Regions from separate parts of the Mus musculus genome. Here all the other regions are linked to region 3. Evidence: chromatin contacts called from public Hi-C, HiChIP or PLAC-seq and promoter capture Hi-C data. All regions are on one chromosome and are shown on one strand. The core of a region is the stretch at or near the end of the contact, and the rest is flanking DNA. Distances in the headings are between cores, read along the strand shown.

Region 1 (2,885 bases), core at 169-2,668, 1.0 Mb before region 3:
TGGGTAGAAAGGAGAGAGATATTCAATAGTCACACAGACATCAAGTCAACCCCTCCTCACCATACCCTGTGGAAGCAGTAATGGTTCTCCCCCAAACCAAAGTTACACCTCCCCCTCACAGACCTGCACCCAAGGGTACTGGGCACCCAGCTCCTCTGTGACTGAGGCCCATGCATCGATGACAGCTCGGATCTCAGGGACAGACATGAGTGGCAGCGTCACATCCGACCAGGGGTGGAAGCACATGACCTTACTAGGTGGTGAGGGAAAAATGACATAGGGAAGTGGATTGGGTGCTAAGGGCAGGGCCCAAGCTCAGGTCTTCGTCTTCAGACCTGGGCTGGAGGTTGTAAGAGGGGAAACCCAAAGTTACCAAACTCCTCTGGCGGCCTCTGCTCGGAAGAGAGGGTGGTCACTGGGTCCTGGAATAAAGGAGTATTACTCTCTGTAGCACAGGTACCCGGGTCAGACCCAGTCTCCCTTCTCCCCAACAGTGGTTAAATTGAGGGTACCTGGATCCGGAGCATCGGGCTGCAGAGCCGGGAAGTCATTGTCAAACAGAAAGGTACCATCATAGTGGGGATTCACCTACTGACAAGAATAGGCTAGAAATACTACCTGACGGAATTCAAGGGCTATCCAGGCTGCAACGGGGGCGAGGAAGGCCCCACTCAAAGGATCAAAATTGCTTGCCCGGAAATGACCCAAAAGGAGGCGCACTGCTCCCCCTTGTGGGCGAAGGGTAGTAATAAGGAAGAAGGATTTTTTTCCTATCCCAGTTGGTGGCTGTGTATTCGGGCTTACCTCCCCATTAGCTCGTGTGGCCCCGGGACACAGAGGGTTGAGTGGGTCGTGGCGGGGCACTGTCTTCAGAAGCTGGGGCTCCACTTGTCCTTGCCAGGGCCGCTTCATGCGATGAGCCGACACTAACACCCACTCGTCCTGGAGCGGGTTGTAGCGAATATGCTGGTGTTCTGGGGAGAGACAAGGATCAGTCAGCAAAACTCCCTGTCTCTCTCTTCCCCGAGTGGCTCTAATGCCCTAGCAGGCCCAAGTACAGGGACGCTCGGTCGGCGCAGTGTTTCTAGAAGCTATAGGCTGGCGGAGGGGAGTTAAAGGGTTAAACGCTTTCCGTGCCACACGGCCTGCAAGCCCCTCCTTCCCTCGCCCGCCACCCTGGCCTCGGGTAGGAGTGCCGACCTTGACTCTGGGACTAGAACTTCCTACGGAAAAGGAAGGCTCGGCTCCGCACCGTAGCGGGTCCAGGCCGCCCAGCAATTACCGCTCGCCCGGAAGGTCGCTGCCATGGCGTCCGCCTCTGAAGCCTGCTGGCGCTGCTCAGGATCGGCTCCGCTATGCGACGTGAGGCCACACGAATTGACCTAAGGTACACAAGGTGAGCGCCCCATTCCATGTCTCCCCCCGCCCACCCTGGATGATTGGCTAGTCGCCAACACGTGACGGTGGGGGCACAGCCTGCCACTTGAGGGCGGGGCTCGGGACCGCCACGCTCACTTCCCCAGGTTGTTTTGATGATTCTCCTGCACACCGGATTGTAGCTACTTCTCTGGAGAGCATCTGTGAAAACTGGTTGCTGTGTCCATTCGTCCCGCCACGGATTCGGGTTGCTTGCACGACATTAGGGCTATTTATTGGAGCATGACATATCAGCTTCACCACTCAAGGACACTCCTGCCAGCAGCCTTTAACTGCCAATAGTCCATCAGAAAGGGCGGAGCCTCGTGAGTGCACCGCCCCCCAAACCGGTAAGAAACCTCTATGGGTCCATTCTCATGTTTTGTGCAGGTAACCACAGGTGTAGTGAGTTCTTGTGTTTGCACATCAGGCCCTGTCCTGTTCAGAAGACATCGTTTTTACTGAGCATCTTAACCGTGTGCCAGGCACCTAGGTTCTGTGTGGAGCATAGAGACGCCCTGTGCAAAGACCAGCAGCATTCTGAACTCATGACCTGGGTCACCTGCGGAGCTGCTGTGTGTGGTTAAGATGCAAGTTGTGGAGAGGGGGTGGAGGTGAGGAACTTGATCATACTATAGATGAAGCCTGCAGCCTGGCCCTTCAGGTATTGCCCGGATGTGTGAGTATTTCACTGTAACTATGCCTCTAGCCTCAGGAGCAGAAATAAGGTTAGATAAAGAGAACTGAGTAAGTATAGGGTGTGGTGGTACACACCTGTAATCCCAGCACTCCAGAAACAGAGACAGTAAACTTACAAGTTCAAGTTCAGCCTGCGCAGTTATACATAACAAGGCCCAATCTATATAAAAGTAAACCAAACGGCCAGTGGTGGTGCACACCATTAATCCCAGCACTTGGGAGGCAGAGGCAGGCAGATTTCTGAGTTCGAGGCCAGCCTGGTTTACAGAGTGAGTGCCAGGACAGCCAGGGCTACACAGAGAAACCCTGTCTCGAAAAAAAAAAAAAAAGTAAACCAAAAGACAGTAATGTGTGTGTGTGTGTGCGCGCGTGTATGCGTTTGTGCATACATACCAGGCACAGTGATGCATTTGCCTATAGTCTCAGCTACTCTAGAAGCTGAAGCAGAAGATCAATTGAGCCCACAAGTTCTAGACCATCCTGGCCAATATAGTGAAGCCAATTTCAAAAACAAGCAAAAGGCCATCAGTATTTGAAGGGCAGAGACAGGCATATCAATGAGTAGCCTGGCTACATAGAACATTCTAGGCTGTTGAGGTTTGGTCTGTTGCTATGTATTATGATGCAAAATACTGGCTGGGGAGGTGGGGAGCTGGAGAGATGGCTCAGGGATTAAGAGCACCAACTGCTCTTCCAGAGGTCTTGAGTTCAATTCCCAGCAACCACATAGTGGCTCACAACCATTTGTAATGGGGTCTGTTGCCCTCTTC
Region 2 (3,095 bases), core at 151-2,650, 970 kb before region 3:
TCAAGAGTTTGTCTACAAGGCATGGGGTCCCAGCATGGTCTATGCAGCATGGTTGCCATGGGATGTCTGCTTTGTCACAGATCTGTGAGTATTTATTGCGCACCTACTTCAAGCTACCCACAACGGCATAGGAGCTTCTCACTGGTCAGAGGGACTTGTCCGTGCTTTGTGGGAGTCCCACATTCTCTCGTTTATTTTTTAATTTTACATCTCTTATACCCTTTATCAGGTATCCTCTTTGCTCGACGCCAACCTGTGCCAGCTTCCTTGGGTCCAACCAATCCTCCACCTCTACCCTCTACAGGGCCCCCTTCCAGTACCTTGCCCTGAAAGCAGCTACTGAGAACCAAGAGTCCCAATATCATTGCTTAGGGGGGGAGAAGGCACCCTCCTACCTTGATTCTTTCAGGATGTGACGCCCACTCTGGGATCCAGTCCTGGTTGATGTCAGCATGCCACCTCCACACCAAAGGGATTTATATTACGTTCCATCTACCTCACCGTAAAAGGCAGACACTGTCTCCCTAGCTAATTTCAGCAGCATCTACCAAAGAGCTTTCCCCCGAGAACCCCTATCACTCCGTCATGTAACCCCTATGTCAGTGTCACCTTTGGTACCCCACCTCTTTGAGTCAATTCTGCTCCTTTTCAGGAAGCAGGTGAAGGATTGGATTTGAATGTGAAGATGTCCCTTGGGTTGCATCTGGAAAATAAAATTGTACTTCCCGTGTCTCCTGTGCCTCCTCTTCTTGCTTGGGTCTGGGAGGTGGGGGATCCACAGACTACATTGAGCTGTCCAAGTGGAAGCAGAAGAACAAAGCTCTGAGAGAATAGAAGAGCACTTTTTTTTGAAGGGAAGCAAGCTTTCTCTACATTGTTCCCTGACTGGTCTTGAACTCACTGTGTAGAGCAGGCTGGCCTCAAACTTACAGTCATCCTTCTGTCTCTCCTTTCTCTCCTAGCACCACCACACAGAGCGCGGTCACAAATCAGACTGTTTGGGTGTACGTCCTGACAACAAGAGGCTTACGTACAAATCACTTGATCTTTAAAAGATTCCAAAAATGTATGGTGTCTCTCCCAAGAAGCTGCCTACTGATCTATGGGTATAAACCTATCTTGGAATAATAGGTATATTTATACGCTAACTCTCAGGGAATGGGGGAGGGGAGGAAATCTCTTCGAATCTTGGATTTAGAGCACTAAAAGTCTTGACAACCAAGTCCTGGAAACCAGGGTAGAACTAGGACCCAGAACGTTACCTAGGTAACCAGATTGCTTTGACATCGGTTATTTCCGACATCCAAAGCCTAAACAGTGACGTCACTTCCTACAAGGCGTGACGGTGCTCTCGGATTGGCCAGTCTTCTTATTTAGGCGGACGTCCCACCCTCAGGCTGTTCCGGGTTGCTGCGGCCAGGCTGCAGAAACGATGGCGGCTCTGACCGATGTGCAGCGGCTACAGTCTCGAGTGGAGGAGCTGGAGCGCTGGGTGTACGGGCCGGGCGGGACCCGAGGCTCCAGGAAGGTGAGGGGTCCGGTCTATTGATCCGTTTGTGGGGCAGAGCGGGACAGGAGCGGTCCACTGGCCCTGCCCTAGGGTCGGATGCTACCACTTCTGTCAGGTCGTCCTCAGCCCAGGCTCTGAAATAAATAACAAAGATCTAGAACCTCCTGGTACCAATCGGACCCTTGAGGTCCGTTCCCGAGGGGATTGGGATGGGGGAGATGCTTAAGCCTTTTTAAGATGGGTTCGGTGACAACTTTCACAAAAACTCCGCGCGCTCACAGGCGTTCTAAGGAGACCAGACGCATTTAAAAATTGATTAATGGGAGTTTCAGTAAGAGCTGAAGCCCGCAGTGGAGTGTCATCCTAGAGCCATGCAAAATTAATTGCTAAATGAATTACGCGTAGACAGGAGTCCTAGAGGAGGCAGAGCACAGGTGCTACAGGCTCCAAAGGGTGAGCGGTGAGGTCTGAGCAGGCCCAGAAAAGGAAGATTAGTAATTGAGCCCTAAGTGTCCAGATGTGGGCGAACATCGTGTCTGAATTTTGACAAAAATTTAGAGGTGCCCTAAAATCCCTTTTTACGATGTTGAAACCATTTACTGGAGCGCTTCTGGTAGAATTAAGAATGTTCTGGAACAAAGGTAATGATGTGTCTCTGTATTTTTTTGTAAAATTGTCACCAGCACATTCTGTTCCAGTTTGAGAACCAACTTTTCGAAACACTCTCCCCCTTTGGCATCTATTTGTGTGCCTTCCCTTGTGTGTTAGTCCCTTAAATATTAGTATTCACCTTTTACACAAGCCTTGAGTGAAGTCGTTCATTTCCTCAGCCTCCGGCTCCAGCTGACTCTTGACTGTTAGAATCCTAAGTCCTAGGCAGGCTCGTTCACTGCCGTGATTTCAGTTACTCATTTCACGTCTTTATGTTTCCAGTGTGTAGCTCTGTTTCAGACTTTCCGAGAACCCGATTGATCTTTGTCTACTGGTCTCCTCCACTGGGCTATCCCGCAGACATCTTAAGCTCAAACCCTTAACTACTAACTGTATTCTGCCTCTAAACTGATTCTCTTCTGTATTCTCTACGATGGGGATTGCACTGTCTTTGGGATCCCAGAGTGTTCCGTCTCCTGTACTAGACTTGATGTGGAGGGTATGAGGCTAGAGCTAGGCCAGCCAGTTCGTTCCCCAGCCTTGAGCTAAGAAAGACCTGGGTGAGGGTATTTGCATATATCATGCCCAAATATAGGGGTTAGGAACCAGGAAATATATAGTATGTAAGGATGCCCCATTAAAGCCTAAATTAGTTTATTATCTCCCCAAGCAGACAAATACTCACACCCTATCCTGCAAAGGAGAGCATGATTCATTCCCTCTCACATTAAAGGCACCTAAAGTTGAAAGACCTTCAAAGACTTGAAAGTCTACAGAGAGATAAGGATCCTTCTTCCAGGTCTTCCTTCTTCCTCCTCTCCTCTCCTCTCCTCTCCTCTCCTCTCCTCTCCTCTTCCTTTTTCCCTTCCTTCCTTCCTTCCTTCCTTCCTTTCTCTCTTTTTTTTAATAAAGATTGATTTATTTATTTATTTTA
Region 3 (3,240 bases), core at 292-2,791:
CACAATCTCAGAAAACAAACAAACAAACAAAGGAAAGAAACAAAGGAAGAAAGATAGGAAGGAAGGAAGGAAGGAAGGAAGGGAGAGAGAGAGAGAGAGAGAGAGAGAGAGAGAGAGAGAGAGAGAGAGAGAGAAAGAAAGAGAGAGAGAGAGAGAAAAGAAGAAAGAAATAAATTCCTATGCTGTGCTCTGAATGAGACTATCTCAGAAGTCATTATACTTATTATTGAGATAGGGTTTCTCTGGCTGTCCTGAAACTCACTTTGTAGACCAGGCTGGCCTTGAACTCACAGAGCTTCCAGCCTCTGCCTCCACCGTGCTGGAATTAAAGGGGTGTGCCACCACTGCTTGGCTGAGACTGTGTTCTTTAGAGTTGATGGGAAATAGGTGATTTGAAACGTGAAAGAGCTGGGCATGGTGATACACCTCTTTAATCCAAGCACCTTAGAAGATCCCATTCATTGTAACAGTAGCATATGTCATTTTCTCTACTTAGTTTCAAACGACTCTTTTTAAAAATTTCCCTCCTTTAGTCCCAGCACTCAGGAATAGAGGCAGGCAGCAAGGCCAGCCTGGCTTACAGAACAAGTTCCAGGACAGTCAGGGCTACAAAGAGAAATCCTGTGTCAAAAACCAAACACAATACAACAAAACAAACAAACAAAAATCAAGTAAAAATGAAAACATAAACAGCATATGAGCGGCTATATTGAAAGGCTCTGGTTTTGATACCTAGCACTGGGGGGAAAAAAGGAGACTGTAAAGAAATTGTGTGGAAGGTAGACAAGAGCCATTAGAAATCCCTAAACTATCTCAATATGTAATTTCACAAGATAGACATGCCACTGTGTTGTGTGTGTGTATATATATGTATATGTATATGTATGAATATGTATATATATATAAGTGTATACATATATATGTACTTTGTCAATAGAATTTTAAAATAGCTCTTATTGGAGATAAGCACTGTGATGCCATCTGTAATTCTAGCCCTTGGAAAGTAGGGGCATCTTCAACTATATAATTAGTTTGAAGCCAGCTATAAGCTGCATGTCCATCCCACCTTTTCCCTAGCCTTTATTTATAAAATTCATCAATATTTATGTATGGTTTTTTATTAGTGGGGATTGAACCAGGGCGTCTGACTTGCTAGGTAAACACTCTGATCACTGAGCTATGTCCTCAGCTCTGTCATGCCATACCAGTAAGGTATGATTTAAACTCTATATTGAAAGGAGTCTCAGATCTGTTATAACTTCGCATTTGGTTACATTTCTTTCTCCGTAACCGCAGCTTTTTCCAACTTAATTCTTAGCTGGATCTGAGCGCGATAGCGCACACTTTTAATCCTAGCATTAGGGAGGCAGAGGAGGGCGGGACAGCCAAGGCTGTAGAAAGACTCCACCTGTGTGTACGTTCGCGAAACCGATGGGCATTCGTAGTCCTGCCACGCTTTCGCGAGGCCCCGCCCCTCACGCCCCGCCCACCTGGGCGTGTTCTTCCTTCGCCCTTTAGACCCTAACGGAGCGGAAGTGTCGCAGCGCGGCCGCCGGAAGTGTCGCGCGGCGTTGTGCGACCGGCTGTGTGCTGAGTGGGGCCTGGACCCGGAGCGTTACCGCTATGTCGATCGAAATCGAGTCTTCCGAGTGAGTCCTGCCGTGGCGTGTTCGCGGCGTGGCGTGTTCGCGGCGTGGCGTGGGGTGGAGTGGAGGGTGGTCGGAGGACGTTGGAGGGGGAGCTGCGCGCCGGAGGTTGCGGCCTCGAAGCACTTTCCGGGTTGGCTCCCTCTTTAGATGGGCCCGCGAGAGAGCAGCCGTGGGGCGGGCCGTCTGGAGCCCCTGGGCCCCGGCGTCGGGCTGTGCTGGGGCACACCGAGTAGACCTGACTACTGTGGTTTCCTCTGCTAGCCACACCGCCCTCGGCGCTGCCCGGGTGTCCGCCAGTCCCTCAGCTCTTCCTTCTGGTCCAAGCACTAGTTACCCCAAAGACTCTGCTGCTTCTCCTATCTGATTAGATCCAGTGTGGTGTATTGATTTGGTTTGCAATTTGCAGAGAGAGAGAACCTCTTTGTGGACACAGAATTTGAATATTGATTGAGTCAGAAGAATGAGACTTAGTGAAGGCGGGGACGGCGACGAGGAGCCAGGTGGGCGGGGAGTGAGTGACTGAAGAGTCTTGCTTGGACTCCCCAGGACTCCACCCACCGCCTTTTATTTTTTGAAAAGTAAAATTAAATTATGAAATTAGCAAACAGCTGTGTTCTGAGTGGAGGGGAGAGATACGCATGTTCTGAAGATCTGCAGAAAAGCAAGGTTTATTAATTAAGTCGGCGGAGTCTGAAACCTGCTATGTATTTTTAAGACTGAAGCTGGATGTGAAGTATGCACGTCTATGATCGCAGTATTAAATGGGCAAGTAGGAAGGCCTGGAGTCCAGCCTGAGCCTCTTCATAGCGATATATATATATATATATATATATATATATATATATATATATATATTTTTTTTTTTTTTTTTTTCCGAGACAGGGTTTCTCTGTATAGCTCTGGCTGTCCTGGAACTCACTTTGTAGACCAGGCTGGCCTCGAACTCAGAAATCTGCCTGCCTCTGCCTCCCAAGTGCTGGGATTAAAGGCGTGCACCACCACGCCCGGTGAGATACATATTTTTAACTCAGTTATATGTAAGTCGTTTTTTTCCTGGGTTTTGCTTCTGAGACAAGGTTTTCTGTGAAGCCGTAGCTGTCCTGGAACTCACTCTGTAGACCAGGTGAGTCTCAGACTCAGATTCACCTGCCTCTGCCTCCGGAGTGCTGGAATTAAAGACGTGTGCCAACCCCCAGCTTTATAAATCGTCTTTAAATGAATATATGCTTTGATTGCGGGAGGCAGACAGTAGACAAAAACAGTAAATAAAATATGACGCAGTAACAGATGGTCCCTGTGTAGAAAAATAAAACAGCGACAAAACGTGTTGGATAATGTTAGTCGGGACAGGAACTGCAAAGGATATTTTACCCTGAGGTCTAATAATAGCCTTAACGACCAATCTTTGAGTCTTGAATACCCTTCTATATGAGGAATAACTGCATGTTCATATTATTATTGTTATTATTATTGTTGTTGTTATTGTTTTAAGACAGGGTCCTGGCTGTCCTGGAACTCACTCTGTAGACCAGGCTGGCCTCAAACTCAGAGAGATTCACCTTCCTTTCTTTCTCTGCCTCCAGAATGCTAG
Region 4 (2,814 bases), core at 24-2,523, 630 kb before region 3:
GTTTTTGTTTTGGTTTGGTTTTGGTTTTTCGAGACAGGGTTTCTCTGTATATCCCTGGCTGGCCTGGAACTCACTTTGTGGACCAGGCTGGCCTGGAACTCAGAAATCCACCTGCCTCTGCCTCCCAAGTGCTGGGATTAAAGGCGTGAGCCACCACACCTGGCGAACAACTCTTGATATCTTTCTTAAGAGCACCTGAGGTCCAGGGTATGCTTTTAGTTTCCTTCCCTGCAATCCAGCTTTGAGGGTGCCAACAGCAGCACGGTTTTCTCATTAATTTTTCTTTTTTGCTAAAACAGCAGGCCCATGTCAGTGTCTGCCAGCCCTCATAGTTCTTGTGGCAGGTCCTAGCTCCTGTCTATGACTCCTCATTCCCAGTGCCTCTGAATGATTAAACAGGCTGGGAGATCTCAGGCAAGTCTATTGCCAAGGCTTGAGTGGTCCAAGGTACTAGGCCAGCAACACTCAAGGGCCTTTGCTACGGGTGTCTTGGGACTGAGTCTACAGTCAGCAGTCTGAATCTTCTGACACAGCAACAAACACACATCTCTTCAAATGAGTTCTTGCTGTATTGCTGTGTGTGCAGGACAGATGTTACCAGGTACCCTCAAATCATTCTCTACCTTATTTTTGAAGCAAGTGTCTCCCTGTTGATCTACCCAGACTGATTAGCCAACAAGTCCAAAATTCTTGTCTCTCCCTTCCCTTCTCAGACCACCGCTCCAGGCTTTCTTTTGAGACAGTGCCTCTCTATGCAGTCCTGGAGTTCTCTATGTAGACCAGCTCACAAAGTAGTCCTGCCTCACAAATGCCAAGATTAAAGATGTAGCATACACCATTACAACCAGCTACTCCAGGCTTTCTACGCAGTTCTTATGCTTGTACCACATACACTAACTGAACCATCTTCCCATCTCTTGTATCACCTTTTAAACAGAGAGAACCCCAAGGGAAACAGCCTCCAAGAGTCCGTTAGTTTCATAGGTCTTCCTGAGTTAACCTGAGATTCATGTGTCACAGCCTGGGCCCTGAAGCCATTACCACATACATTTAAGAACTCTATGGTTTTAGGATGTTATATTTAAAAAGCCAAGATAAGCCAGGTGTGACACTGTTCATGTGTAACCCCAGCATCTGGGATGCTGAGGACTAAATTCAAAGGAATTAGCCGGGCAGCAGAGGATTATGGTCTAAACCTGGACTATAGTGAGGTCTGGCTCTATAAAAGAGCTGAAAGGCTTGTCTGGCAGCCACGGGCAGTGCTTGAACTGACCACCAGATGGCAGCCTGTTCCTAGCTTAAGGCCTCTCACATAACCACTAAAAATCAGAGGCCATTCCCAACCAAGAACACCAAAAGGATGTGGGATTCTACTAAAGATAAGTACTAGAAATTTTAAGGATGAACTGTCAGCTATAGGAGCACCACTGAGAGCCGGGGAAGCACTTTAACCTTGCCTGTGACTGGTAGTAGTCACAAGCAAAGGGACTTGACTTGTCATATTTTAAAGGATACCTCAAAACCTGTATACCCCTTCTCCACTTTAGCAAGAAAGCATATACCCTTGTTCCACAGGCTGCACTAGACCAGGTTTAGAGAGTCTGTATTTATAAAACAAAAAAAAACCAAAAAAACAAAAAAAAAAAGATGAGACAGGATGGCCAGCCTCTGAGTCCCATAGGCCCTCAGTGGGAAAAGGATACTGATATGAAAGGGACAACTAGGCTCTGTTCCAGGCCAGAAATGACTGTGCTACCCGTAATCTACCCACTGTCCTGAGTCAAACCATTTTTCAAAATAAAGAGGTTAAGGCAGCATGGCATACCTTTTAGATTTTTATTAGTAGTTCTCTGAAGAATCAAAATAGTTAGCAAATTACTTTAGATTCAAGACTGTATTATATCCTTTGTATTTAGATCTTTAATATTGTAGAACATAATACAAACAAACCAAAGAGACTGGTTTCTATGCCTAGGTGTTATTCATTGTGTCATCCTAAAGCAGGGCTGGAGGAGGCTGTTCAAGAACTGGGGGTTAGTGCTGAGTGACAAGTCGTGGCCTGTTTTCTCACCCATGTGCTGGAAAGGGCCAATGATACTCAAAACTGACAGCTTCCTAGCACAGGGGCTCCAATGCCCCGGGCAGCAGAGGATTATGGTCTAAGCCAAAAGAAACAGTCTGGACAGGGGCAAATGGGAACTGCCTGGCAGAAGAGGCAGACTTTGCCCCATGAAGAAAAGTGCATCTTTGTACCGCAGAGACACTCCAGAACCAGTGTAACACTAGGGCTGTCGGGGAAGGCGGGCCCAGGAAGACCCTCTCAGTTGCATTCCACTTGGGTTAGAGCCCAGTCTGACAGTGGTGCAGCAGAGAGGAGAGGAAAGGATCTAGCCCCAAAACAGCAGCAGTCTGCTCCTCCTGTCTTCCCACTCTTCTTGGTAGCCAGGCCAGGTTTTGGCTGAGAACATTAGAGACCCCAGAAAGAACCAAGTATTCCTTCTGAAAGCCCAAAGTGGGAAGGACACTTCTCAAAACACAGGTATGTTTAATATGGAAGGAACCAATAGAGAGCATATATGCCCAAATCTTCCTACTTTCCCCCAGCTCAGGCCTGGGCTCACAGAGACTAACAAGTGTCAACTCCACATCCGACCTTCTAACCCCCAAAGAAAATCTGGAAGCATGTCCCGTCTTCCCCACAAGTGAGCTGTGCAGAGCCTCCTTGGGGAATGGTGGTGCTGTGGCAGGGCCGTAGCAGGGCCAGGTCTCAGCTGGCTCCAGCCCGGGCCATGAGGTCTTCCAGAGCATTGTCCT
Region 5 (3,074 bases), core at 499-2,998, 590 kb before region 3:
AGTTACAGAATAGAATGAACTAGAGACAAAAACTTACAAAATTTCACTTAAAATGTTAGGTAATTCTTTTCTTACTTTTGTGTTCTTTGCATTAATACAGAAACGTTCAGTTTAACTAAGCATGGATATTAACTAGAAAGAGCAATTTTTATAAGCCAGTGGGTAGTACATTCCTTTTGTCCCAGCACTTGGGAGGCAGAGGCAGGCAGGTAGTTCTCTGAGAGTTCAAAGCCAGCGTAGTCTACAAAACAAACTCCAGGATTGCCAGAGCTACACAGAGAAACCTGTCTCCAAATTTACAAAAAAAAAAAAGGGGGGGGCTGAGCTTACTGACCAAAAAAAGAAAAAGAAACGCTTTTAGATTTATTTCATATATCTGAGTGTTTTGCCTGCATGATGTATGTATATATACCACATCCCTGCCTATTAGCAGAGGAGCATCAAAAGGTGGCACTGGAGTTATGGATGACTGTGAGATATCATGTGGGAACTGAGAGTTGAACTTGGTTGGGTCCTCTGCAAGAATGAGTGCTCTGAATTGTTTAACCTTCTCTCCTCGCCCCTAGAAGACCTATTTATCAATGAAAACGAAATGCCTTGTTATACCATCAAATTAAAAAAAAAAAATTCAGGTAACACACACCATGTTTATTCAAATTCCCAAATACTAACAATTACAACTGAGAAGACAAAACACTTTATCCATGAAAATGTGAACAGAATTTGAGTTTACAACACTCTATGATGTCTGTCTAAAAAGTATCAAAATCTCACTCCAGTTCAATACAAAATTGTTTTAAATAATTATATTTCTAAGTCTCAACTCAAAAAACACGAGGCAACAACACAAAGGTGAGGGATCGCTGGTCAAGAGAAATGCTTAGCCTCAAAAGAAAGACACGGGGTTGTTTCTGAGACCCAGGGGTATAGTCCAGGTAATCGCCCAGAAAATTAAAAAAGGAAGAAAAATCTAGAGAAGACCACAGTGATGAGACAGTTAGAGAAGACCACACAATGCCAAAGATATCCCCCAAAGCAGTCACCCCCTGGTCTGATTTCTCTCCCTCATCTCTCGCTCAGATAACTAAATCCTCACATCCCAAGCTCACCCTCAACTCCCCAGCGCGCTACCTTCTTTACTAAATCGGGGTTCCTCTCCTGGACCGGCTCTAGCTCCCACTGAGAGAAATCTTTCCCTCAAGCTCGAGATTTCCACTGAGCCTGTCTTCTGAGCGAATTAGTCCCCTTAATCCGAACTCATTTGCCCGCATCCCGTCCGCCCTCCGCCCCTTCAACTCCGGTCCCGTCACTCTGACCCTTCGCCCAGAATCCGCCCCGAGTCGTCGGTCGTCGTCCGGCTCTTCCTCCCTCCCGCTCCTTTACTCCAGATCCTTTCATCCCTCCAGGCTCCTGGGCGCCCGGTCCCCATCTTCCCTCCTCCCGGTCGCCCCGTACCGGCCCCTTCCCCCAACTCCGCCCCTCTCCCCCTCCCCCAGAGACAGGCCCCCTCACCTGAATGCCGCTGCTGTCCCGAAAGCTGAAAGGTGCTGGCGCCGCCCGGCCTCCCGGGCTCAGTCTCCGCTGGGCTCCCGCTGCCCCTAGGGAGAGCAAACACCACCTCTTCCAACTCTACCCGCCCCGAGCCAGACCGTCACCGTAGCCACCACCAGTACCACAGCCGCCATGTTGAAGGCCTACTTCCCTCCTCCTTCCCCTCGACGCTCCGCCCCTTTAGGCGTCTGACATCATGGCGCCGCACCCCACCCGCCCCGACCAATGGGAGGAGCCGACAGTGACGTAACTAAATCCCTCTTCCAGAGCTGAAGGGTTCCTGCAACCGGGAGCTTCCTTACTGAAGGATCCCTGCGGACCCTAAGGGGAAGAAGAAAGGAGGGGTCACTGAGAGGGTAAGACTCGGGATAAGAGGCGCGGCCAAGGCGAGGACACGCCCAAAGCCTTAGCCGCGAATCCTCTTTGGAAATTAGAAACCCTCTCAGACTCGTAGACCAGTCTCATACTCTTTGGTCTCACTTTCTCCATTTATTTTGAGGTTTTGTTGTTTTTCAGAACAGGTCTCATATATCCTAGACCCAAGTTTATAAATAAATTGGTTAAACAGTAACTATAAATGTCTCTTCAATTTTAATATCCAGTGCATTCAAAGTCGAAACACAATCCAAGCCTTCACTGCTTTCTGTGTATTGGATATAGGCTCATGGAGAATTTATAATTTGATTAAATTAATATTTTTCTCTAAAATTTCATGATCAATGGAAGAAATAAGATCAGAGAGAGTTGACTCTAGTAAAACTCAAAGAGTATTACTGGTATGGAAAGTGCTTAGAGATCAAACCCAGGGCCTCCTAGACAAGCATCCTTAGCTGACATAAAGTGCTTTGGAGAAAACACAATGCACTGCCCTGTCTACTTTTCCAGCCTGTTTTGTCTCCAGATTTTATGTAGCAGACAAGATGGTATTTGAGCTTTGAAAAATGAGGAGGCTCTAACTCTGGGTGCAACATTGTGGGGAGGGGGTCACGGTGAGCAAGGAACAGCAAACTGTCAATTTTTGGTTATCTGTATTTAGTTAACAGATCTGTGGAAAGGCCAGTGAGCAAAGCAGAACTCTGGAGAATGAAAGTGGCCATAATAAGTGGGTGGCTCACACGGGGGGGGGGGGGGGGGGGGAACCTCTACACTAAAGTGAAAGCAGTGAACGTTAGGGAGTAGGAGTGAACTTGGGCAGCTTCAGGAGAGACTTCACTACAACATGCAATACAGAAAGGAAATGGTCAGATTTTCCAGCTCTCTCTCTCTCTCTCTCTCTCTCTCTCTCTCTCTCTCTGTCTGTCTCTCACGTACACGCACACATGCATGCCTGTGGGAGTCTGTGTGATTGTCTGTCTCTCCGTCTGTGTGTGTGTGTGTGTGTGTGTGTGTGTGTGTGTGTGTTTGACTCTCTTGTTTGAAGCAGGGTCTTGTGTAATCTAGACTGGTCCTAAACTTGCAATATTTAATACTGGCTGTCCTGGAACTCACAGAGATCGGCCCATCTCTGCCTCCAGAGTGCTGGG
Region 6 (3,187 bases), core at 36-2,535, 710 kb before region 3:
GAAATGAACTCAAATTTCTCTGGAAGAGAGGTTAAGGGCTCTTAACCACTGAACCATCTCTCCAGGCCCCCGAATCGCTCATTTTTGAGCTAAAAACGAGCACTCCATTAAAGTACATATGAAGCTGCACACATGCTGGCTACTGGATTTGTTCCTACTATGCTGGTGGTTCCTTTTTGACCTGAGAGGCTAGGCCTGGCCAAGCATTTTTTCCCAATAGTCTTTGCAACCCGTTGAAGCATTACTATTATTTTTCACAAAAGGAAAAAAAAAATAAAACTATGGTTCAGAAATATTTTTGAGTAGTTAATCAAATGCAGACACGTCCAATTTCTAACATCATTAAGCTTAATTGCCACTGGACATTAGAACATTTCTGCATTGGCAACTTGACTCTTCTCGATTTAAGCTGTTTCGCCTTTTTTTCTTAAGACGGGAATCTTGTGACTTTCTATCTCTGGGGGCTAAAGAGCACCTGTCACTCTTCCAAAAGATTGGGGTTCGGTTCCCCGGAACCTATACCAGGTGGCCCACACAACGTTTAACTCCAGCTCCTGGGATCCGACGCCTTCTGGATTCTGAGAGCATCTGCACGCACGTGGCGCGCATAGACAGACACAGACACACACACACACACACACAAGTAATAATTTTTACCAAACGTAAGATCTTTTGGAATGCAGGCAGGGTTTAATCGATAACTACAAAGCAAGCCTAGGGAGAAGATATGATTGGCCCGCTAAGTCCCAAAGGTGAATCTCTCTGCCTCTGGGATTCTTCCGACCCACGCCCTCACCACTGAACCTAGTCCTCTCTGGTGCACAGAGATAAACCGAGGTCCCGCGAGTGGATGGGGCCTGGCCTACACGCGCCTCACTGCCAGCTCCGTCCCCGCAGCAACAGGTCAGGAGCCCGCGACACTCCCCACGCCCCCCAGCCCCACAGCACTCACCCGTAGCCCAGAGGCAGGAGGCGGTCCTCGAACGGAGACGTAGCGCGCCAGCCAATCAGAAGAGCCCGGCTGCACTTCAGACGAGCCACAGAATTGGGCATCAGGCGCTTCCACCCGCCCCTGAGGCGTGGTTTTTTGGCTGGGACCGTCGCGAGATCTGCCTCAAGCTGAACCATTGGTGGAGAATGAACCGCCCCCTTCCCCTTCTGATTTCTGATTGGCCTTTTAGAGGAGAGGTGACAGGCTCTGTGAATGACCATTGGTCGGTGCTGCGGGACCGCGGGCGGGCGGGCGTCGGCGCGCGCGTTCGAACTGGCGCTTGTGGCGTTGCCATGGGGATGTGGCCTGGCGGACACCTAAGGCGGGTTGACCGGACGCTCTGCTAGCCCGGCCTTAGGGCTTTCTCCTCACCGCACTATTTCTTCGGTCCTCCCTGAAAACTGACTGAGGAGGAGCCGGGATTGCCCTGAGGTGAGAAACGGTGGCTTTAGCTTGAGCCCAGGCTCTGCGCCTGCGCGGGAGCGGGTGCTCCTGTCTGCGAGCGGCGCGAGCCGAGACCGGTATTTGCGGGGTAACTAGAACTTGGCTTCTCGGGTTCTTCGAGGGTTCTCGCGCTCTCTCACGTTTCATCTCCCTGTCTACCGCCTCTTCAGCAATTACCTCGACCACCACCAGCTTTGAGGCTTTTCTGAGTACCCCAAAGGCCTCTTGCCTTTGAGACACGCTCTTCAGAGCGCTTCGATTGGACTTTCGGTTGTTTTGTGAACTTCCGCAAACCTCATTCTCCTTTTTTCTCATATAATTTTGACCTCTGAGATAAGACAAGCCTTTCCACAGCGTCTTACGCATATTAGTTTTTTGTTTGTTTGTTTTGTTTTTTTAAGGAAATATTTGTTCAGTTGGCTTTCACTCACTACAAATAGATTCAGTTATCTTTCTGCCTTGTCCCATTCAAAGTCGATTTGGGGGCAGGTGGAAGAGAGAGGACACCCTAATCTCATATACAAGAGACAGAAAATTCAGCGTTGGCGTTCCCACGTTGGGGGCAGGAAGACCTGCTCAGTGTGGGTGGCAACATTCCCAAGGCAGGGAATTCTGAGCAGTAATAGAGTGGAGAAAGCAAGCTGACCGCTAGCATACATACATTACTTCATTATTTACTGCTTTTCTTTTTTTAAGTTTTTGTTTGTGTGGCTTTTGTTTGTTGGTTGGTTTTGAGACAAAGTTCTCAATCAGAGAGACGTGCTCTCTCCACATTGTAGTCTGGCCTACAAGTACCTCTTCTCAAACCCCTAAATGTATTTGCTTATAACAGGCCATTCTGTCCTTATATGCCCGAGGATTTCCTCTTGTTGTTTACTGACCACCAACTATCGTAACATTTTATCTGTGCTTTGGAAACTGAAATCAATTATTTGACTTTGAGTTTTTTTCACTTAACAGTGTGTGTGTATGTGTGTGTGTATATGTATATGTGTGTGTGTGTATGTATGTGTGTGTGTGAGCACTCAAGTGAAGGTCAGAGGACAACTTTGAGGAACTGGTTCTCATTTTCCATGTTTTTTAAGCAGCTTGTTTCTGCTGCTGCAGTGCATACTCCAGGATATTTCTATCTTACACACACACACACACACTTACTTCTCCCTAGGAGTGCTAGGGTTACACATGTGCAGTACCACATGTGACCTTTTATGTGGGTTCTAGGCATTGAATTTGAACCATTAGGCTTATTATAGGTTATGTGCATTTACCTACCAAGCCATTTCCTTGACCTTTATTTCAGGTGGTTGGTTGGTTGGTTGGTTGGTTTGTTTGTTTAATTTTATTTGTGTACTGGCTAGTTTTGTGTGTCAACTTGACACAGGCGCGAGTTATCACTGAGAAAGGAGCTTCAGTTGAGGAAATGCCTCCATGAGATCCAGCTGTACGGCATTTCCTGAATTGGTTATCAAGGGGGGAGGGCCCCTTGTGGGTGGTGCCATCTCTGGGCTGGCAGTCTTGGTTCTATAAGAGAGCAAGCTGAGCAAGCCAGGGGAAGCAAGCCAGTAAAGAACATCCCTCCATGGCCTCTGCATCAGCTCCTGCTTCCTGACCTGCTTGAGTTCTGGTCCTGACTTCCCTTGGTGATGTACAGCAGTGTGGAAAGTGTAAGCAAGCTGAATAAACCCTTCCCTCCCCAACTTGCTTCTTGGTCATGATGTTTTGTGCAGGAATAGAAACCCTGACTAAGACAAT
Region 7 (2,830 bases), core at 125-2,624, 810 kb before region 3:
AAAGTTGATATACAAGAACCTCTACCAAAATATGTGAAGTCTTAGATATCATGGGCACAGATTTGCTCTCCAAACCTCAATATACCTAGGCTTAAGTATAGAAAAGCATTTTGTTTGTTTGTTTGTTTGTTTGTTTGTTTTTAAAGTAGATGCTCTGCTAGACGTTAGGAAATAAAAGCAATTTCTATAGGACAGAAAGAGTCATTCTTTTATATCGCAGAATGCTCCTTGAGAACCTGAGACTAGCTTATCATGTGTGGTGATTTGGGGAGTAATTCAACTCTCCTGTGAGAAGGGATAACATATTGCCAGGTGACAGAAACATAACGTTCACAAGGCTAAGTGAATGAGGGTCTTATAAGAAGGAAACTTGTGTTGGAGGGCAGGGAACATGGTTAGAAAAAGGGTCTTTTTTTCTTCCTCTCTGACTTCTTGCTCCAAATTCCTGCACACGATCTGTTCTATTCCGTGTCTCCTGTGCAGTTCTCATGCCCCCTCTCTGAGTTCCCACATGGCAAATGTCCCCACTTACTTAGCTCTGCAGTGACCATGCTGCAGTGTTGAATAAAAAAATCCACTGGGACAAGAATGAGAGGGGAATGAGGAAGGGACTCAGTGGAGTGTTGGGAGATTAAGGGCGAAGACAAGACAAGATGGGTCTGTGAAGAGATGGAAGTAATAAGAAAAAACCAGATTCGGTTAAAAGTAAAATGACTGTGGGTTCAGGAAAATTTGGGAGAGGAGGGCAGGATTTGTGAGAAAGAACAGGAGAATCAGGTCAGTGGGAACACAAACCAGGAGTCACAAGAAAGAGAGGTTGGAGGTCAACAGGAAATAACTGGCGGTTAAGGTCAGAGGTCTTCAGAAGACAGCAGGCCACAGTAAGACATTACCTGCTTACGAATCTGTTTCGAGGGCATTGCCGCAAGAATAGAAAGCACCTCACACCCTGAAAAACCTACAAAACGCTTCCTCTCCTGGGGAGTAGTTTCTCCTTCTTGACCACACACAGGAAGTGCAGACTCTCTTCCACTTCAATTCCCAGTCACCAGGGTTCTTCGGGGACAGCTGACGTTGTGGGTCCTCGCGCCCTTGTAGAACAGCATCAGCTCCTCCCTGACGCGGTTACCCAGCAACCGACAGGCACCGGGTGCGCAGGCGCACCTAGCGCCCCCTCCGGACACGGGGAGGAGGCGGAACTTGGGCGCGCAGGGATCCTCTGGCCCCGCTAAGCCCCGCCTCCGCAGAGAAAGATAAGTCCGCCCTCCGCGCAAGGAGCTCCCGCAAGTGGGAAGGGCTGGGGCACCCAGACACCGCCTTCTCATGAATAATGCAGGATCCGGGCGGTGTCCCGGACCCGGAAGTGGAGTTGCAGAGTCACCGCAGTGGCTGAGCTGCTGACAGGAGGCGGCGGCGGAGGAGGAGGCGAGGCAAGACCTGCGGCTCCGCGGGGCTACTGCCGCGGTAGCTCTAGGCAACCCCACGGAGCTACGCCGGTCTCAGTCATCCCGCGAGCCTCTCGCCGCCTATCCATCCTTCCATCCGCCTATCCGCCCGACCGGTCCAGGGCGGCCTAGTCTGCATAATCTGCCGGGCTTCTGGGGCCGCCGCCCCGCGCGGTCCCATCGGCGTCCCTGGCCGCGCCCGGCCCCTGGCCCGCTCGCCCGCCGGCACCATGATGGAGGAGATCGACCGGTTCCAGGTGCCCACCGCGCACTCGGAGATGCAGCCGCTGGTGAGGGGGCGGGCGGCGGAGAGGCCAGGGCCGGGAGGGGCGCCGCTGGAGGGGAGGGAAGGAACTAGGCCGTGGGGATTGTGCGAGGGGGCGCCATCTGATAAGGTAGAGGGAGTCCTGAAAACGCTTTGCCGGGGGAGGGAGATTTGCAGAGCGAGAAAACCGTGGGAGATTACCAGCGGTGCGAGCGAAGGACCTGAAAGGGCGGAGGGCACGGTCAGCAGATGCAGAACGCCGTCGGATAGGACCAAGGGAGGCACTCTAGTGCACACCTCTAGTGGAGGGCAATTTAGGAGGATGTCACAGAGCATCTTTGGCAGCAAGCCCGGGGGGTCGGATGAGAAAGGCGTTTAGCTCCCCGAGGCCTGTGATGCTCAGGGCGAGGGAGGAGGCCAGCAGATCAGTCTAAGGAGGAAAGGAAATAGGCCTTTAGAAAAGGAGAGGCCTGCCCGCCGGTCCTTTAGATAAATATAGCAAAGCTGAGCAGGAACCAGGCCTTGATGGGGGCAGAGGTTCATTGCAGAACCTGGGAATTTCCTTCCTCTCGAGAGAGGAGCCCCATTTCGATCTGGGGGCATCGGGAAGGGGAAGAGTTTGCGGTGGCGAGATGGAGACTCAAGGGTGTCCATGGGAAGGTATCTCCAGGATAAGAGGTGGAGCTGTGCTGAAGTGGGCCGTGCCGACCGGTTCGGAATTCGGAAGAGCCCCTATCATCTTAGGCCTACGTGTTTGGAGTCTTTGCTGGGCGGGGATCCTGCCTCCGGTCCGTGGTCCTGGAGTCAGGCAGGAATGATGTCATCGATGCCGGCGCCGAGGGGATGGAAGGGGGAGGGCGATGCCAGTTTATGGAGGCATGGCCTAAAGAAGAAGGTGCCTCCTGGCCATTGCCCTGAGGCTACCTGACTGTCATTGCTGTCAGCATATGGGTAGGAAAGTCAGAGGCCTAGCCAGCTGGCCTAGAGAATAGAGAGGAAAGAATGTAGAGGCCATGTTCATTGCTTAACCCACCTTGGGGCCTGTGCTAGTAAGATCTAAAACGAGGCGTGATAGGCCAGGAACCAATAGGTAATGGATGCCTTGCTCTCTGCTGGAGCC

Evidence for each region. A called contact is a pair of places that touch in the nucleus more often than the background predicts. HiChIP or PLAC-seq counts read pairs in DNA pulled down with a chosen protein or histone mark. Capture Hi-C pulls out chosen DNA fragments and counts their contacts.
Region 1: a promoter capture Hi-C map of adipose tissue shows a contact between it and region 3, with 2.3 times the contacts expected there. The contact joins the promoter of Galt here to the promoter of Smu1 in region 3. A contact is called at or near these places in 3 of 39 promoter capture datasets (erythroid cells, liver and pre-B cells) and 1 of 9 other capture datasets (adipose tissue).
Region 2: a contact with region 3 is called in an H3K4me3 HiChIP or PLAC-seq map of bone marrow-derived macrophages, with 6 times the contacts expected there. The contact joins the promoter of Dctn3 here to the promoter of Smu1 in region 3. A contact is called at or near these places in 2 of 39 promoter capture datasets (cranial neural crest and liver), 1 of 115 datasets of contacts at active chromatin or transcription factors (bone marrow-derived macrophages) and 1 of 9 other capture datasets (liver).
Region 4: an H3K4me3 HiChIP or PLAC-seq map of bone marrow-derived macrophages shows a contact between it and region 3, with 2.6 times the contacts expected there. The contact joins the enhancer-like site here to the promoter of Smu1 in region 3. A contact is called at or near these places in 2 of 39 promoter capture datasets (the C10 cell line and pre-B cells), 2 of 115 datasets of contacts at active chromatin or transcription factors (bone marrow-derived macrophages and large pre-B cells) and 1 of 9 other capture datasets (liver).
Region 5: a contact with region 3 is called in an H3K27ac HiChIP or PLAC-seq map of microglia, with 6 times the contacts expected there. The contact joins the promoter of Ubap1 here to the promoter of Smu1 in region 3. A contact is called at or near these places in 5 of 115 datasets of contacts at active chromatin or transcription factors (astrocytes, extraembryonic endoderm stem cells, large pre-B cells and 2 more).
Region 6: a promoter capture Hi-C map of liver shows a contact between it and region 3, with 2.3 times the contacts expected there. The contact joins the promoter of Kif24 here to the promoter of Smu1 in region 3. A contact is called at or near these places in 4 of 39 promoter capture datasets (cranial neural crest, erythroid cells and liver) and 1 of 9 other capture datasets (liver).
Region 7: a Hi-C map of CD8 T cells shows a contact between it and region 3, with 7 times the contacts expected there. The contact joins the promoter of Fam219a here to the promoter of Smu1 in region 3. A contact is called at or near these places in 2 of 39 promoter capture datasets (maxillary cranial neural crest and pre-B cells), 2 of 484 Hi-C or Micro-C datasets (CD8 T cells and regulatory T cells) and 1 of 9 other capture datasets (liver).

The regions. Positions count from the first base shown.
Region 1 is chr4:41,754,050-41,756,934 of GRCm38.p6, reverse strand. Galt (galactose-1-phosphate uridyl transferase) reads right to left here and starts at 1,418. Exons shown (of 11, transcript NM_016658.4): 1 at 1,283-1,418; 2 at 805-974; 3 at 513-588; 4 at 374-422; 5 at 124-253. The coding sequence starts at 1,307. It overlaps Gm42274 (predicted gene, 42274), which reads left to right and starts at 1,163. Exons shown (of 2, transcript NR_155499.1): 1 at 1,163-1,766.
Region 2 is chr4:41,721,468-41,724,562 of GRCm38.p6, reverse strand. It overlaps Dctn3 (dynactin 3), which reads left to right and starts at 1,400. Exons shown (of 7, transcript NM_016890.4): 1 at 1,400-1,528. The coding sequence starts at 1,433. Arid3c (AT rich interactive domain 3C (BRIGHT-like)) reads left to right here. Exons shown (of 8, transcript NM_001017362.2): 8 at 230-727. The coding sequence ends at 330.
Region 3 is chr4:40,756,186-40,759,425 of GRCm38.p6, reverse strand. It overlaps Smu1 (smu-1 suppressor of mec-8 and unc-52 homolog (C. elegans)), which reads left to right and starts at 1,541. Exons shown (of 12, transcript NM_021535.4): 1 at 1,541-1,649. The coding sequence starts at 1,624.
Region 4 is chr4:41,388,775-41,391,588 of GRCm38.p6, reverse strand. It overlaps Ubap1 (ubiquitin-associated protein 1), which reads right to left. Exons shown (of 7, transcript NM_023305.3): 7 at 1,823-2,814. The coding sequence ends at 2,768. It overlaps Kif24 (kinesin family member 24), which reads left to right. Exons shown (of 13, transcript NM_024241.2): 13 at 1-841. Among named protein-coding and RNA genes, the nearest start is that of Ubap1, 41 kb to the right of the region's middle. Within about 2 kb of position 1,273, at least 23 of the 459 cell types and tissues checked have an H3K27ac peak or open chromatin away from gene starts, as enhancers often do. A contact at or near this core is called in bone marrow-derived macrophages, where this site is marked.
Region 5 is chr4:41,347,670-41,350,743 of GRCm38.p6, reverse strand. It overlaps Ubap1 (ubiquitin-associated protein 1), which reads right to left and starts at 1,748. Exons shown (of 7, transcript NM_023305.3): 1 at 1,513-1,748.
Region 6 is chr4:41,462,946-41,466,132 of GRCm38.p6, reverse strand. It overlaps Kif24 (kinesin family member 24), which reads left to right and starts at 1,285. Exons shown (of 13, transcript NM_024241.2): 1 at 1,285-1,423. It overlaps Nudt2 (nudix (nucleoside diphosphate linked moiety X)-type motif 2), which reads right to left and starts at 985. Exons shown (of 3, transcript NM_025539.2): 1 at 953-985.
Region 7 is chr4:41,568,082-41,570,911 of GRCm38.p6, reverse strand. Fam219a (family with sequence similarity 219, member A) reads left to right here and starts at 1,374. Exons shown (of 6, transcript NM_001159583.2): 1 at 1,374-1,735. The coding sequence starts at 1,676. Dnaic1 (dynein, axonemal, intermediate chain 1) reads right to left here and starts at 1,118. Exons shown (of 20, transcript NM_175138.4): 1 at 894-1,118. The coding sequence starts at 920.